2 separate regions of the Sus scrofa genome follow, and region 1 is linked to region 2. Evidence: chromatin contacts called from public HiChIP or PLAC-seq data. All regions are on one chromosome and are shown on one strand. The core of a region is the stretch at or near the end of the contact, and the rest is flanking DNA. Distances in the headings are between cores, read along the strand shown. Region 1 overlaps ASAP1 (arf-GAP with SH3 domain, ANK repeat and PH domain-containing protein 1). Region 2 overlaps ASAP1 (arf-GAP with SH3 domain, ANK repeat and PH domain-containing protein 1).

Evidence for each region. HiChIP or PLAC-seq counts read pairs in DNA pulled down with a chosen protein or histone mark.
Region 1: an H3K27ac HiChIP or PLAC-seq map of alveolar macrophages shows a contact between it and region 2. The contact joins two enhancer-like sites. A contact is called at or near these places in 1 of 5 promoter capture datasets (fetal liver), 1 of 47 Hi-C or Micro-C datasets (brain) and 1 of 2 datasets of contacts at active chromatin or transcription factors (alveolar macrophages).

Annotation. Positions count from the first base shown.
Region 1 is chr4:10,248,329-10,253,075 of Sscrofa11.1, reverse strand. All of the region lies in intron 3 of ASAP1 (arf-GAP with SH3 domain, ANK repeat and PH domain-containing protein 1), which reads right to left. Among named protein-coding and RNA genes, the nearest start is that of ASAP1, 150 kb to the right of the region's middle. Within about 2 kb of position 2,240, at least 8 of the 83 cell types and tissues checked have an H3K27ac peak or open chromatin away from gene starts, as enhancers often do. A contact at or near this core is called in alveolar macrophages, where this site is marked.
Region 2 is chr4:10,114,029-10,118,741 of Sscrofa11.1, reverse strand. The region is part of intron 1 of ASAP1 (arf-GAP with SH3 domain, ANK repeat and PH domain-containing protein 1); the gene reads right to left. Among named protein-coding and RNA genes, the nearest start is that of ASAP1, 13 kb to the right of the region's middle. Within about 2 kb of position 1,586, at least 10 of the 83 cell types and tissues checked have an H3K27ac peak or open chromatin away from gene starts, as enhancers often do. A contact at or near this core is called in alveolar macrophages, where this site is marked.

The sequences.
Region 1 (4,747 bases), core at 991-3,490, 130 kb before region 2:
TTTGCATCTGGATGCTTCTCTGTTCGAAAAACAGGTGCCTTTGTTCACAAGAGTCACCTCTGGCTCTAGGAACACCTTGCTCAACAGCCTCGTCCTTCTCCCACACCCTGCAGGGCAAAACGCCGCAAGGGAATGGTTGTAGGCTGTTCTGCGTCATTTAAACTGGTGTCTCCGCCCTCACTGTGCTCCCTCTCCTTCCACTAAGCCCACGCCGTCACCCTGGCGAGTCACCCTGAGCAGAAGCTAGAAGCTGATCACATACTACACCGCACTTCCTGGTTCTGGCCTCGACTACCAACCTTCTGCCATTCTGAGATCCTGCATCTAGGGGTCCAGGCTCGGTACTACTGAGCTCATTTCTTCTTCTTCTTTTTTTTTTTTTTACCCTTTCTTTGTAATCATTCATGTGTCTCTTCAGTGCACAAAGGTGACTATACAAAAAGCACAGAAGGAGGAGTTCCCATCGTGGCTCAGTGGTTAACAAATCCAACTAGGAACCATGAGGTTGCGGGTTTGATCCCTGGCCTTGCTCAGTGGGTTAAGGATCTGGCGTTGCAGTGAGCTGTGGTGTAGATCACAGACGCGGCTCGGATCCTGCGTTACTGTGGCTCTGGCATAGGCCAGCAGCTACAGCTCTGAACAGACCCCTAGCCTGGGAACCTCCATATGCTGCGAGAGCGGCCCTAGAAAATGGCAAAAAGAAAAAAAAAAAAAAGTATAGAAGGAAAAAAAGTTAGAGCAGTGAAAACTTGCTCCCACATATGCTCCACCTGTTCCTCTGCTTCAGGCACCTGCAACTAAGGCTGAAGCCCCCTCCCGGCCCAGGGGCCTTATATTTAGTTTCCACAGTCTGGTAGCCTCAAGGTTAAGTGACATGGCTCAGGCAGGGTGAGAAGACAAGACATCTATCACCCAGAAGGGTGGAGAGAAGAGTGCCACCCTCCTGAAATCTCAGCATGGAATCGATACAAGGGCAACTGTGGTGAACAGGTACGGGCTGGGCTGGTTAACGTGAGATGGGAGAAAACGCAGTAAAGGGACAAGAGCAGTAACCCAGTATCAACTCACTGGGCATCAGCTATGTGCCAGGCACTGCACTGGATTTCTTAATACCGACTGTCTTTGCTGGAGAGGTGTGGAGAAAAGGGAACCCTCCTACATTATTGGTGGGAATGTAAACTGGTACAACCACTATGGAAAACAGTATGGAGGTACCTTAGAAAACCAAATACAGAACTACCATATGACCCAGCAATCCCACTCTTGGGCATATATCCAGACAAAACCTTCACTGAAAAAGATACATGCACCCCCATATTCATTGCAGCACTAGTCACAATAGCCAAGACATGGAAACAACCTAAGTGTCCATCCACAGATGAATGGATTAAGAAGGTGTGGTACAGATGCACGAGGGAACACTACTCAGGCATCAGAAGAACAAAATGCCATTTGCAGCAACATGGATGGAACCTGAGATTCTCATACTAAGTGAAGTAAGTAGGAAGAGAAAGACCACATGATACCACTTATATCTGGGAACTAATATATGGGACAAATGAACCTTTCCTCAGAAAAAAACCAACTCATGGACATGGAGAACAGACTTGTGGTTGCCAAGGGGAAGGGGGAGGGAGTGGGATGGACTGGGAGCGTGGGGTCAGTAGATGCAAACTATTGCACTTAGACTGGATAAGCAATGGGATCCTGCTGCATAGCACTGCGAACTATATCCAATCACCTGGAATGGAATGTGACGGAAGATAATGTGAGAAAGTGAACGTACATGTACGTATGGCTGGGTCGCTTTGCTATAGGGCAGAAAGTGACAGAACACTGTAAATCAACTACAAAAAAAATTTTTTTAGGAAAAAAAAAACTTACTATCTTTTAAAATCTGCATTTAATGTGTTAAGTATGACTCCCTATTTCATGGAGGAGAAACCTGCCCAGGGAGCAAGTGGCAGAGCTGGGATTCCAACCAGCCTGACTTCTAAACCCGGCTGTAATTCAGAAATGCAGCAGGATCACCTCTCAGCACAATAAAGCCCTAAAGAAGCCCAGAGGCCTACTGCTCCCTACCACCCATCAAGTGGCTCCAGAAAGGGGAAGCCAGGATCTGAGTCCGCTGCTGTCAGAAATGAAGAAATCAGGGCGAAAATGAACGGCAGGGTGAGAGGATGAGTGTCATCCTGTTCTTTGCGGAAAGGCCCACAGCCTTAAAAGGTCACACCCAAGACCAGCCTTGATCTACTCACACACTTACAGACCAGCCCACTCAGCTGAGAGAGAGTGGGAGAGGGGACAGTGGCAAAGTGACACACGTCTGCAGTTAAATCAGCCAGAGGGGCAGTTCTTCAGCCCCAAGAACCACCTGACTGGCAGCTGAGACATCTGGGTTCCGTTCCAAATTCTCTGGAAGTTTGAGCAAGTCATTTCTCCTCTCTGGGCATCACACATTCACGGCTAAACTGGGGGTGCTGTGTGTGTGTATACTTAAGTATTCATTCTGCTCTAACATTCTTAGACTCCAGGACTCTAAATGAATGACAACGAGCTAGCTGATGAAAATGGCTACTGCACAAACAGCCCGATGCTTTAGACCAACGATCAAGAAACCAAGAGAAGGACAAGAAATCTGTGAAAGTGGCTACATCCATGAAGATGCCCTGACCAACAGGAAGCTACTGTGCATCTTTCAACAAGATGCGGAAGATAGATGAAAATCCAAGACAACAGGCAAGCAGGACAGGCCCTTCTTTCTGGGGGTCAGGCATCATTTCTGTGTCCAGAGAGAAGTCATGGCTTAAACATTGCTTGAGTCACTCTCTCCAGCCTTCTCCATCCCATTTCCCTTCCTAGCTAGGCCACCAAAAGCTCGGGCTGGGTCAGCTCTAACAGTCTACAAAACCTCGTCCCCCTTCATTTATGCTTGCCCTCTCCAATCCACCCCACACCCTGCAAAGCGGTCCCTCTAGAAGGCAAATCGGGGTGTGCCAGTCTCCCCTAAAGCCTTTCTGTTGCTCTCAGGACAAAGCCCTGCTGTCTCCCCAGCACCATCACCATCCTCTCTGCCCAACAAGCTCCTGATGTAACAACCAGTTTCTCAAAAGAGGTGGGTTCCCCCCACTTCTGATCTCCAGGTCCCCGCAGAGGCGTCACTTCCTCTGGAAATTCTCCTGTGACCCCTCTGTGGACTGGGTGGGTCCTGCCCTGGACTCCAGGAAGCCCTGCCCCTTCCTCATCACAGCACTTACAGCGGATTCACTGTAAATTCCTGTTTTTTGGTCCATCCCTCCCCACCAGACTATAAGTGTTTTTTGTTTGTTTTTGGCCACCCGGAGGCACTTGGAAGTTCCCAGGGCCAGGGATCAGATCTTAACTCACTGTGCCAGGTGGGGATGGAACCTGTATTCTAGTGCTGCAGAGACTGCTGATCCCACTGCACCACAGCGGGAACTCCCAGACTATAGGCGTTAAGGAGGCAGAAACTACATCTGTCTTGTAGCCAGCTGTATTCCAGCACCTAGCAGAGTGCCTGGCACACAGTATGAATTTTTATAAACAAATAAAAGTCTTTGGGAGTTCCTGTCGTGGCACAGAGGAAACGAATCTGACTAGGAACCATGAGAATGCAGGTTCGATCCCTGGCCACGCTCAGTGGGTTATGGATCCAGCGTTGCCATGAGCTGTGCAGCTCGGATCTGGTGTGGCTGTGGCTGTGGCGTAGGCCAGCAGCAATAGCTCCGATTCGACCCCTAGCCTGGGAACCTCCATATGCCGCAGGTGCAGCCCTAAAAAAGGACAAAAGACAAAAAAAAAAAAAAAAAAAAAAAAACCCAAAACTTTGTTGATGAAATGCAGTCTTCTAAGAGTGGGCTGTGGAAGGTAGGGAAAGACAAGCTAAATGAAAAGGAGAGGCTGCAAAGGGGGGTGGGCCAGGTGCCTAAGAGGGGATGTGTGTGTGTCTGCATGTCTGCCCAGAGGCTGGGTGAGACATGAACGGATGCAAGGGCAACAACAGGGGCTGTGAACCGTGCAAGGGCAAGCTGTGCACTGTGCTGTATGCAGCTGTGCCCATGCTACCCTCCCTGGAGCCCAGGGACACTGGAAAACTGTTCGCTCTATTGCCAGGGTCTGGAAGTGCTGGCAGTGGGAACGATGGTTTAGTGCTGCACATACACTTGGGGGACTGATGACGTAAAAGCAGGTCACAATAAACTCAGCAATGCTAGTAACTGGACACGACTAACAAGTCCTGTCCCCTGCACCCCCCCCCCCCCCGGCTGTGTGCCAGCACTATCCGGCATGACAGCCTCCCCTCCTTCTTTTTACTTTTTTATTTTTTGTCTTTCTGCCTTTTCTAGGGCCACTTCCGCGGCATATGGAGGTTCCCAGGCTAGGGGTCCAATCAAAGCTGTTGCTGCAAGTCTACACCACAGCCACAGCAAAGCAGGATCCAAGCCACTTCTGCAAGCTACACCACAGCTCACAGCAACACCGGATCCTTAACCCGCTGAGCAGGGCCAGGGATCGAACCCGCAACCTCATGGTTCCTAGTCGGGTTCCTTAACCACTGAGCCACGACGGGAACTCCTCCTCCTTCTTTTTAAAAGAGGCATGTCCAGACAGGGCACTGCTGGAACAATGATGTATGGTCTGGTTACGCGCACTATTTCCACAGACGCTGCTGGCACCCCTCGTAAATTGTGACAAGATAGAAAGGCAGACCACTGGTTACCCTTCA
Region 2 (4,713 bases), core at 337-2,836:
CTGAGGATAGGATCCCCCTCAGCAGACTCTCTGTTTCAGCTCCAACTCGATTCCCATTTGCAAATACTCATCAGCACTGTTACTCCCATCAAATGTGAGGTTTAAAATATCACTGCTGACCTCAGCTCACCCCAACCAACCCCCAGTCTGTTCCAGGATGGGAACCCCCCACCCCACAGACACGCTACATCCATTAAAATTCTTTCAGAAAAACGCATGTATCCTTCACTGACTAATTCATGTGGCCCTGTTTATACAAACCCTTGAATATGCTGTTGTCTATGAAAGCTCTGTGGGGAGCCCCCACCCTTTCTCAGGATGGTTTATCTGGACCCCTGGCATCCTGCCCCAGGAGGTGGCTCCTGACTGCCCAGGAAGGTATGGGCTGGCCAATGGGAAGAGCGAAGGCCTGGCGTCAGGAAGCCCAGGCTGGAGTCCTGACTTCCGTTTCCTCCTCCTCCACTGCTCCCCGGAGCACCAGGGCCCCAGTCCTTGTTGGACAACTTGAAAGAGTTTCAAAACATTTATCAAAAAAGAGACTGTTGAACTCTATGCTAAAAGAGAGTGAGGGAATAATTCACGCATCAAACACATATTAAGCATCTGGCCTACCCTGGGGTGGGCACTGAGGACTCACTAAGATTAAGAAGCAGGGGACACAGAGAACAGACTTGTGGTTGCCAAGGGGGATGAGGGAGGGAGTGGGATGGATGGGGACTTTGGGGTTTGTAGATGCAAACTACTACATTTAGAGTGGATAAGCAATGAGGTCCTGCTGTACAGCACAGCAAACTATATTCAGTCTCTTGGGATAGAATATGACGGAAGCTAACATAAGAAAAGGAATGGGAGTTCCCACTGTGGCACAGTGGAAACGAATCTGACTAGTATCCATGAGGACTTGGGTTCCAGCCCTGGCCTCGCTCAGAGGGCTGGTGCTACTGCCTGTATCCCTTTCCCCTCCATCTCCTGGACCACTCACTCCCAGACAAGAGCATCCTGAATGGCCACCCTGCTTCCAGTCCAGGTCCTCACCCACCTGGTCCATTCAGTTCAAGGTACCCAGATTCATCTTGCCAAAGGGCCAGGGCCATGGCAGTGCCCTGCCTTAAGCTTTCAATGGCTCCTCAACGGCCTCAAGATGAAGTCCAAGCTTCAGGATGTGGCTCCTGCCTTCACCTCCAGCCTCGGTGCATCCCACTTCAAACATCAGGTTCACTGACGCTGAGTCAGGCGGTCACAAACTGTGCCATCTGCACCATCCCCGTCCTGGCCGAGGTGGTTCCCTACACCTGGAATTTCCTTCTCACCCCGGCTAACGCCTATTCCTTATTTAAAATTCATCTCGAAGACTACATACACCCTGCAGCAGGTCTCTGACCCTCCCTGCAGGGGTGGGGTCAGGAACCTCTTCCTAAGCACCCGGTGATACCTCATGTTCCCCTAGGACCAGACAAAGCATACTGGCTCACAACTTGATGTGTACGTCCGTCCTCATTCATGAAGGATGACGCCACTGTACAGCAGCACAACTGGCACACAGAAGCCACTTAATAACGAGTGAGAGAGGAGTTCCCGTCCGGGCTCAGTGGAAACGAATATGACTAATATCCATGAGGAAGCAGGTTTGAACCCTGGCCTTGCTCAGTGGGTGGAGGATCCAGCGTTGCTGTGAGCTGTGGCGTAGGCTGCAGACACGGCTCGGATCCTGTGTTGCTGTGGCTGTGGCGTAGGCCAGTGGTTACAGCTCCAATGCGCCCCCTAGCCTGGAAACCTCCATATGCCAAGGGTGTGGCTCTAAAAAGGCAAAAAAACACCAAACAAACAAACAGAGTGAGGGGCGGTGGGGAGGGAGGGTGAGAAAGGAGAACAAATGTTGAGGGTACTCAGAGAATAAAATAATGAACTACAACCAGAAGGATCTGGAAAGGCTTCACAGAGAAGGTGCATGTAAGCCATTCTTTAAAGAAGCTGGATTTTTGGTAGGTAGAGATAAAGAAGGTAGGGAAAGGGCAATTCAGAAACAATAACAAGACTGCAAAGGTACAAATGTTACAAGTTAGTGAGGATGTCAAACAGGGTGGTAGGTTAGGTGTAGGGTGATTGGAGAAGGGTGGACCCAGAATCATCTAGATGTCGTGTCAGGTGACCAGACCCCTGCGTATTAGTCAAGATTTGGGGGGTAGAAAGGTCAACTCAAAATAGTCAAAAGGTAAGGTGTTCAGTGTCCTGTTTCTTCCATCTTTCTGTTGAGACACACTCAACATCTTCTCCCCAAGGAAGGTCCCCTCATGATCCCAACGTGGCTGCCATGACTCCAGGTATCACATGCAGCCCTACTATGTCCCACAGCAGGAGAGGGGCTGTTTCACTCTAAACGCTTCCTTGCAAAATGGGGGAAAAGCTTGGAATTCTCTCATGGCTCAGCAGGTGAAGGATCTGGCATTGTCACTGCTGCGGCTCTGGTTATCCCTGCAGCAGGGGTTCGATCCCTGTGCCCGGAACCAAAAAATTTTAAACTTTAAAAATCAAATAAAATGGAGAAAAATCTTTCCCCATCCCCCAGAAAATTTCCCTTCATATTTTACAGCCCAGTTGTGTCACATGCCCACGCTAAACCCATCACTGCCAAGGGCAATGAGACCACAGTGGTTCACCCCTGGGGCTGGCACTGACCTCCCTTAAGGCCCCTGGCAAGTGGGCTTGTGAAGATCAGCGTTCCCGTCAGCAAAGGAGAAGGGGAAGCGGTGTTGGATCAGCAGACCACAGCGTCTGCGACACCTGCTCACCCGCGCATCTCCCCAGTACACAGTTAAACAGAGTGCACTCTGCAAACATCTCACATCTCCACCCGGTTCTATTTTGGGTCTGAGGAAGTAACTGTCCTAGGAGAGGAAACTTGCTAAGGGCTATTACGGGAAGGTCTATAAACACGGCCGCCGGCTTTTCTGGATCAGGAGTTCTGTGACAGTGAGCGGACAGTAAACAGCAGGAGTGACTGCATTCCAGAGAGAAAGCCCAACGCCAAGGTATTTTAACTGAGAGTTTTGCTGTTCTCCTCCAACCGATGTTTTCTTTAGACCTCCAAACAAAGTAACTAGTGCGTTCCTACCACAAAGACTGTGATCTGGCTACTCTCAGCCTTGGATACCCTTCCCCACTCTTTCCACTCACTGAAATCCTGCCCATTCTGGACCAGAAAGCTCAAGGACCGCCTCTTCCCCAAAGCAGCCTCTGACCACTCCACTGCGGTCACTCTTTCTTTCCCGCACACCCGTGGCTATTCCTGCGTAACTTTTCTATCATGAGGATGGACAGCAGTTCAAAACTATGATCAGTTTCATGTCTTTCTTTTTTTCTCTTTTTTTTTCTTTTCTCTCTCTTTTTTTTTTAATGGCCACACCCACGGCATATGGAGGTTCCCAGGCTAGGGGTTGATTCAGAGCTGTAGTCCCTGGCCTACACCACAGCCACAGCAATGCCAGATCTAAGCAGAGTCTGAGACCTACACCACAGCTCATGGCAACGCCAGATCCTTAACCCACAGAGCGAGGCCAAGATTCGAACCTGCATCCTCATGGCTGCTAGTCAGATTTGTTTCCACTGAGCCACAACAGGAACTCCTCGTGTCTTTCTTTTCTAATTAGAAGATATTCTAATCCAAGGAACTTGAACTTGAACTTTCATCTTCATATACCAGGTGCCTGGCACAGAGCAGGATATGCAGGAAAAGTCTGTGCAGTCAAGATGCTTTCAACTGAATTAGTTCTTTCTCTTCCCTCCCCTTGTTGATCAAGCAAATGAGAACTATTATCCTGTCAGGAACCCACTCATTTTTGTTTAGAACCAATGATGTGCCTGGCACTCAACCACTTTCTGTATATATTGCTTTAACATCTTTTTTTAAATTTTTTATTTTTGTGTGTGTCTTTTTAGAGCCGCACTTGATGCATATGGAAGTCCTCACCTAGGGGTCAAATCAGAGCTGCAGTGGCCTATGCCACAGCAACTCAGCATCCTTAACCCACTGAGTGAGACCAGGGATCGAACCCACGTCTTCATGGATACTAGTCGGGTTCGTTACCGCTGAGCCAGGACAGGAACTCCCTAACATGTTCTTGTAAAAGCAAACCCTGCAAGCGCTTTCAAAAATTACAGAAGAGGAAACCAAAGCTCAGAAAGGCTGAGAAAGATGAAGGGCAGATTCCTAGACTACATGAGGCATTAAGGCATGGAATTCAAGGTTAAGGCTCCAGAGGCAATCCTGCATCATGATCAAGAGCGTGGGCACTGACCACAGGCGGCTTTGCTTAAAGTCCTGCCACCTATGATGCATGTGACCCTGGCGAAGTCAGTTAGTCTCTGCATGTCTCAGTTTCTTCCTGTATAAAATTGGGAGAAGGGGGTTCCCTGGTGGCCTAGAAGTTAAGGACCCAGGGCTGTCCCTGCCATGGCCTGGGTTCAATCCCTGCCTGTGAACTTCTGCATGTCACAGGCATGGCCAAAAGAATTTAAAAATACATAAAATGGGGAAAAAATAGTGCCTATTTCTTAGGGCTATTATGAGGATTAAATGACCTCATGTAGGAAAGCTGCTTAAATAGTGCTTGACATGTATTAATGCACGAGAAACATTAGCTATCGTTATTGATTTCCAAGTCCAGTGGTTTTCCCATTGCATCAGGACAAATGCTCCTATTTACAGCCACCAAA